2 separate regions of the Zea mays genome follow, and region 2 is linked to region 1. Evidence: chromatin contacts called from public Hi-C data. All regions are on one chromosome and are shown on one strand. The core of a region is the stretch at or near the end of the contact, and the rest is flanking DNA. Distances in the headings are between cores, read along the strand shown. Region 1 holds the start of LOC100284377. Region 2 holds the start of LOC100281020 (plastoquinol-plastocyanin reductase).

The links. A called contact is a pair of places that touch in the nucleus more often than the background predicts.
Region 2: a Hi-C map of endosperm shows a contact between it and region 1, with 2.7 times the contacts expected there. The contact joins the promoter of LOC100281020 here to the promoter of LOC100284377 in region 1. A contact is called at or near these places in 5 of 25 Hi-C or Micro-C datasets (ear, endosperm, leaf and 2 more).

What each region holds. Positions count from the first base shown.
Region 1 is chr1:287,338,344-287,341,917 of Zm-B73-REFERENCE-NAM-5.0, reverse strand. LOC100284377 reads left to right here and starts at 1,589. Exons shown (of 6, transcript NM_001366698.1): 1 at 1,589-2,974; 2 at 3,092-3,160; 3 at 3,236-3,304; 4 at 3,411-3,497. The coding sequence starts at 2,003. It overlaps LOC111590572, which reads right to left and starts at 1,335. Exons shown (of 3, transcript XR_004855647.1): 1 at 550-1,335; 2 at 1-463.
Region 2 is chr1:287,496,694-287,500,513 of Zm-B73-REFERENCE-NAM-5.0, reverse strand. It overlaps LOC100281020 (plastoquinol-plastocyanin reductase), which reads right to left and starts at 2,026. Exons shown (of 2, transcript NM_001368340.1): 1 at 1,977-2,026; 2 at 1,273-1,834. The coding sequence starts at 1,793. The coding sequence ends at 1,440.

The DNA of each region.
Region 1 (3,574 bases), core at 340-2,839:
GCTAATCCCTGTGATTATTAGAGTTAGAAACATTCCTCTACATGATCCAAAAAATTCTAATTAACAATACAAAGTTGCCTGAATAGCTCCTTGAGAGAAATTACATTTGTAAAGTTGTATTCACTGCCAACCTTTTGAAGAAAACCATAAAAGGCATAAACATGTATCAACTCACGATTGGTAGAAGACCATCATTCAGGCATTAATATGTTCTGAATTTAAGAGAAGACATACGTTATAAGGCACTAATATGTTCTGAATTACTCCTCAAAAGAACAATTTTAAATGTAAGAATAAAAATGATGAACCTGCTCAGCTTAGATGAAACGTTCAATTTTATGTGTTGGATGCTCATGAAAATTAAGAGAGAAAAATGGCACCAGCTGTTGTTTGAAAGAATTCTTTAGTCTCATCCTTGTTCTCAGCATACAACTCAAATATAACCCGAATCCCTCACAAATACCTGTTTCCACAAAAATGTGGTGGGTTCCTACTAATATAGAACCGTGCACATAAGAAGCTAGAAACGTTGCTAAAAGCAGTACTTACGGCGTAACCAGCTCAGGATGGAACAGCGAGCCGTCAGTGGCCAATGTGTACACCAGCGTGGCCACCACGAGCAAGCCTAGCGCTGAGAAGACCGCCCTCCACATGACGAGGGATACCTGAGTCGCCATGGTCACAATCGAGAAGAAATGATCGCAGATTTAGTAGGGAAGGGCGAATAGTTGCCGGTGTAAACCAAAGCCTTGGGGAGTGGGGACGTGATCGATCTGCGGCATGGAGGCGGAGCACCGGGTGTAGAGCTGGTGGCGGGGGGCGTGGAATCATGGAGACGTGCGGGGCTTGCGGATGGAGCCAGACTGCTAGAGAACGGTGGGGCGGGGTGGGGGCGGCTCGAGAGGATCGCGGGTTTGGGGGCAGGGCCACGGGGGAGGTGGCGGCTGGCTGTTGCGGCTCCCGAGCATCACGACCGCACCTCGGCACCTGGGCAGCCGCCACGCGCAGCCCACCCTACCACGGCACCGTCTCTAGAGCTAGGGGCGACCATGCCGGAGATGGCCATTTTCGCCGTGGACAAGCCCGCCGCCTCCCTCCCTTCATCATTTGCTGCCACGATCGGTGCAGGTGCTGTCGCCCTGGACAAGCCCACCACCTCCCTCTCTTCCTCTGCTGCCACGATCGGTGCTGGGGCCTCGGCGGCGGCGTCGAGATCTCGCGAGCGACGAGTGCGCTAGAGACGGGATTTGCGCGCTTGGGGATCGCGGAGGATAGGGGCATAACCGTGGATATGGACGCCTACACTATTGTCTTAAAGAGTAGTATAGATGTGATTAAATATAAATATCCACAAAGCTTCTTTTCTTCTACTGAAAATAGGATATGAAAAATACCATAAGCATCAAGGCATCAATGTACAGATATACTAGTGATGGGAAGCACAAAGTACACCGAGCACCAAATTATCCAAGCATGGAAAAGGTCTCTCACTCTCAATCGTTTTTTACTATTTACTTTTCCAGAATGTTATAAAACACGCGACATCCAGTTTTTACCCACCCACACGGGCCAGCCACTGGCCTGTGGCCACCGCACTCGTTCCAACTAGTTGGGCCAAAAATCCGGTAACTCCGCGTCGTCCCTTCCCTCCCGGCTTCCAGGGTCCAGGCCTCCCGCCTCCCTGCACAGCACAGCACAGCACAGCACCCCGCATCTCTCCCCTTCCTCACCAACCCCGCCGCCTCCGACGTTCACCTCGGCGGCCGCCACCGGCGAGGCCGCACCTCGCCGGTCACCCACCCCCGCTACTCGATATTATATCCTACTCCGAGGATCCGCGTAGCCGCCTCCGGCTGCCCACCCGCGGAACTCTAGATCTCCGATACCCCGCGCTCCCTCCCGCCGACGGCCACCCGACCGGAATGGGCCGCTGTCTTCAGTAAGGTCTAAGGACCCAAGGGAACCCTCCTCCGCCTTCGCTCGTGCGCGAAGCGCGGCCGCGATGGCGATCCGCATTACGGTGTCCTACTCGGGCTACGTGGCGCAGAACCTGGCCGCGTCCTTCGGCCTCCGCTGCACCGTGGCTGCGGGCGCAAGCGCGGCGCTCGGCCCGGGGTGCCGCTTCCTCCAGGACGCGCTATCCCACCCCTTCTGCCTCTTCGCTTCCTCCCGCCGCGCCGACCCCCACCATGACGCCGAGGATCACAACCACCCGAAGCCCAGGTCCAAGGCTCTAGCCCCCGCCGCCGCAGCAAGAGGAGGCGGCCACTCATTGCTGCTGCCGCGGTCGTGTTCCGGGAAGGCGGCGCCGCCGGTGGATGACCCCCCAGCCTCGTTGGCCGTGGGGCTGCTGTCGGTGTTCGCGTCTGGGATGGGATCGACTGGTGGCATTGCTGGTGCGTCCTCCCTTGCTGCGTCGCCGTCAATATCAGCCGGGTTCAACCCTGCGGCGCTCCTCCCGTTCTTGCAGGCGAGCAAGTGGCTCCCCTGCAGCGACATAGTCACTGTTGCAACGACGTCGCGCAGCTCAGGACGCCCAGCAGGTTCAACTGCTTCGCCTGTACCGCGGACAACTGCACCATCGCCCCGTCCTACACAACGCGCAGCCGCTCCATCTCCCTGCCCTGTGCCATCACCTGCTGTTGCTGCTCCTTCCAAGGTCGGCATACAAGCATTGGTTGGTAGTGCTAGCATCGCCTCAGGTTCAGCTGAGATTGGAAGGGGAGCCATTGCCTCTGGTGTGGCTGGAATGGTGAAGAAGAGTGGTGCTAGTATTCCTGCTGGTGCAGGGGTGAGAAGGAAGACTGGTTGGCTCTCAAAGTGGGTGAGCTCATGCTCAGATGATGCAAAGACAGTCTTCGCCGCCGTGACCGTGCCACTGCTCTATAAATCATCCCTAGCTGAGCCGAGATCCATCCCATCCAGGTCAATGTTCCCAACATTTGATGTTGGTGACCGGATCCTTGCTGAGAAGGTAGTATGTTTTATTTTGGTTCCCTTTGTTATATGAATACAGATGTGAATTTATAATGTATCATCTGCTTCTATTGGTGAACATGCATCTAATGTCTAGCCCCTATTGTGGCTGTAGGTTTCGTACATTTTCCGGGAGCCAGAAATTTTGGACATTGTGATATTTCGTGCACCTCCAGTCCTTCAGGTGTGATACATTGTTTCTCCATTGTCTTATGTAGTTCTTCGGGGCTTCTTATTATAATCAGAACAATCTTTGTAGGCATTGGGCTACAACTCAGGTGATGTGTTCATCAAGAGAGTTGTGGCTAAGAGCGGGGACACCGTTGAAGTAAGCTTTTATCCCAATGGTAGTAACCTTCTCTATATTTTCCATCATTTTGGCATTACTTTTTTTGGGAGTATATGAGCTTATCAGTGTCCCTTGTATTTAATAGGTACGTGATGGTAACTTGTTGGTTAATGGAGTAGTTCAGGAGGAGGAATTTGTGCTGGAACCAGCCAACTATGAAATGGATCCGCTGGTATAATAACTAATCTTACCACATGCTACTAAAGAACCATTTTTTGTAGTCCTGTTAAATTAACACCATCATAGTTA
Region 2 (3,820 bases), core at 777-3,276, 160 kb before region 1:
GATGGTAGAAACACTGGGACCACGAAAATTGATGATTTAATTTAGTAGAGATAATACAATCTACATAAATAAGTCATGTCTTAAAAATTTATTGAATAAGATATAGTTATTAATATACTAGGAGTTTCATGGTGCGTTGTCCCCTTCCTACATGCTTTGAACATTGGTCTCTTAGAAAGAGAGACCTCACCTCTAACTACTATGACTCATGTTGGTTTGTATTGTAAAAAAACCATATATTATATATATAAATCACAGTGATACATGAACAACTAACTAGTAGCTAGGATTTAGATACACATACACTTCATTATATCTATATATATGTTAAACATGTCTTTTACTTGAAAAACTGTACTAGAGTAGTACATTCTCTAATGGAACCATGGTGTTGTAACATATAAAAGTTGCTTGTCGGTAAAGGTTGCACATTTCTCGACCCACAAGATCCGCCTATAATGGTTGTAAGACAATAGTCTATATGTGTGTAATCAGGTAAACTGTGCTTAGTAGATCGTGTATATGTCAATATAAAATACTGTTTTATATTGTTTATATAGTAAAATTTAAAATAAGAAATGAGATAGAAAAAGATGTTAGAGTCGGCCTTAGCAACTGTTTCTAAAACACATGCACCTATTATGTAGCAGGAGAGACAACCTTAACAGCTGTTTTTAAAGGACATGCGCCTATTATGTAGCAGGAGGGCCATGCATTTGATTCTTCTTTGGTTTGAAGACTAATACATCGCATGACTTTAAGCGAGTATAACAATTTTAATAAAAAAATTAAAATAAAGATGATATAAATCTTTGTTAATTTCTATAAATTTAAACAACTTCCAAAAAATAACTTGATTGAAGTATAGACTTCACAAAAGAAGCAGCTAAAAAAGCTGATAAAAAAGCTAGAACATAAATCTCTAAACAATATTAAGAAGTGAATGACTTTTTCCAAACCATTTTTTTCGTTCTCAAAATGTCTTTGTTATTGTCGATAAAAAGTATCCGTCCTAAAATGCTCGGTGCATGACTAACAAGATAGCAATCCATCCGGGCCATAACATGTATGGATAATTTGAACGAGGCAAAATAAATATAGTGCTTAAAAATTAAATAGAATATTTATCGTATTTATTGTCGGGATCGATAGAGGGAATACTAACGTTTGAAAACTAGCATCAAAGGGACCATAAGCTGCACCCCCCAAAAAAAAACTTTGGTTGCATTCCTCTCACTCGGTCATTGATGTGATCACCTGGAGATCGATCAATTGCAGGCCTCGACTCCAAAAACATATTTCCACAGTATTCACCAATTGTCATGGATACATACCAAAGTAAATTGATTCGAAAGCGTACATCTGGTTATATATATATCACGGTTTCTGAAGCAGACTGCGGCCCGGGGCGACAGCCGACAGTGGCAGGCCCACGCACCCTACTCGGACTCCTCGACGGCGGCCTCCACCCGGAGCAGCACGAACCCGACGGCGACGCCGACGAGCACGAGGCCGTTCATGGTGGCGGCGATCCTGAAGATCTCGGCGGCGTCGTTCATCTGGGCGCCGAACGCGCCGCCGCGCCGCTTCCTGCCCGCGGGGCTGAGCGACGCCACGACCTTGGCGAAGGAGTAGTCGGCGGTCTTGCGCACCCCGAGCATGTTCACCTTGTTGAGCCCCTTGAGGCCGCTGTAGGCGTTCATGCCCTCCACGTACGTGACGCCGCCGGACCGCTTCTTGGCCGCCGGGGCCGCCAGCGACGGGACCGTTGCCACGGCGAACGACGACGCCATCCCCTGCGATGGGTGGACTGAGCTCGAGAGCCTGCCTGTGCCTGGTGACGGGCAAGACCGGCAGTGACAATCAGGAGTTGCAAAGCAGCGCGCGAGCGTCAGGACTCAGGAGTCAGGACGGACGCGCTGTGACTGTAATGCAGTGCAGAGAATTGGAACGGGGCGTGAAGCAACGACGCTTACCTGTGGGCTGTGGCTCGTGAGAAAGACGAGTGTGGCCGGCGAGGTGGTGGTGTAGGTGGCTTGAGCGGCGGGCGGGCGGGAGGGAGCGCGGTTTTGTACGGGGGATGAGGGGAGGATAAGGCGGGGCGGAGAATGGGCGGTGGCCAAGGGAGAGTTTATCCTTCAATCCTTGGTGGTGACATGGAGGAGGTCCATTTGGTGGTCGGAGGGAGGGACGCTGATTGGCCAGGGATGCTCCACACAAGCCTGTGTTTTTCGTCTGAGGCGTCCGTGGGATGCACACGTACGCACACGCTACAATTATGTGGCGGCTGTCGTTCACTAGCGGCTTTCCAAGGGAGTAGTTGTTTGCTGCTGAAACATATTGTTGGGGCAATTGAAAATTAGATTGTTGAGAGCTTGGTTGTCTTCATTGATTTTGTACTGATTGAATGTGATCATAATTGAATGGGAATGATGCATTTGAATGAGTTGTGCGATTAGTACAATTAATGGGTGAGGTGAAGCTTGGTCCTCAAAGACATGATTGATTGTATTTGACTAAGATGTTAATTTTGTTTCCTCTTGTACCTCGATAATGCTTTTTCTTCATTTTTGGACATATTTCTGATATGTAATCTGTCCTTTTTTCGTGTACTATATAGAACATGTTCTCAAGTTTTAGTGGTTTGTGACCGGTCCATCTTTGTGTCCTCTGTAACTTGTTTCATCTCTACCAAATGTTCTGTCTCTTTGGTGACTTCTCTTTTGAAAATTTCTTTTAACAGTTGTTGCGTTATTGCTGTTGATATGGTTTATTTGATGGAAGGAAGATAAAGGTCTTCTCTCCAAACCAGTTCATTTGGGTTGATTATGGTTATTTTTTATTAGGGCTTGAGTGCTCATTTCTTCTTCAGTTCATTTTTATGATCTATGCCGATTTGCAAAAAAAATGCATGACTTTGTAAAGTTTAGAAATAGATTTTGGTGGCTCTCTAGCAAAGTGTGATGCACTTTGCCCCATTCAAAGCCTTGTAATTGACGCTATGAAAACCACATTGTCTGGTATATTGGGCATTTGTGATTTGATTCAAATGAATCTTCTGAAATATTGAGTTAGAGGTTCCTTAGGTTGTCGTTTACAGTTGAAAAGATCTACTATTGTGAGTCGCGTTGGCTAAAATCCTTGGAAATCAATGAGTAGGTTGGCTTTTATTTGGTCCCAAAATTGGATTGACTTTGGGTGAAACAGAGAATACCATCGTTGAGCTTGTCCTTTCACTACTATGTTGAGTGATTTTGCTAGTGTGGCTTTGTCACCTCCCCCGAGATTGTTGTTGTTTGAAAGCTCATCAGGAATTGTCTTGATCAAACAGACGATCATAAATTGGGAGCATGTCGAATTTATAGCCGAAAGGCCATTGCACCACCTGTAGATTTGTTGATAGCCGGAAAGTTGGATCAATAGAGATGAAAGAACGTTGTGAGTTTTTTCTCTTGTGAAGCTTTTGTTGTAAATCCTAGATTGACGTCATATATGTCATCTTGGCTGATATTGTGAATTTCGTCGTTTAGGTGTCGACGAGTGGCTTTGCCTTCTTGAATTCCTTTTTAATGATTTTTTCTTGCTCTTCTTTGGGAGTCTTCAAGTTCTGCTTGTTTGGCTTTTAGTTGGTCTTGCAATTCTTTAATTAAGGTAGTGTTTGGTTGAGGAGCCAAGTAGAACAGAGCCGTTCCATCCCTGATTCTAGGAACGGAGCCGCTCTGTTCTGTGTTTGGTAATCTAGAACAGAGCGGTTCTGTTTTTTGTTTGGTTGCAGAGTCTTTGTCCTCCTTCTTTGCCTTGATTTTGATCTATTTGAGCA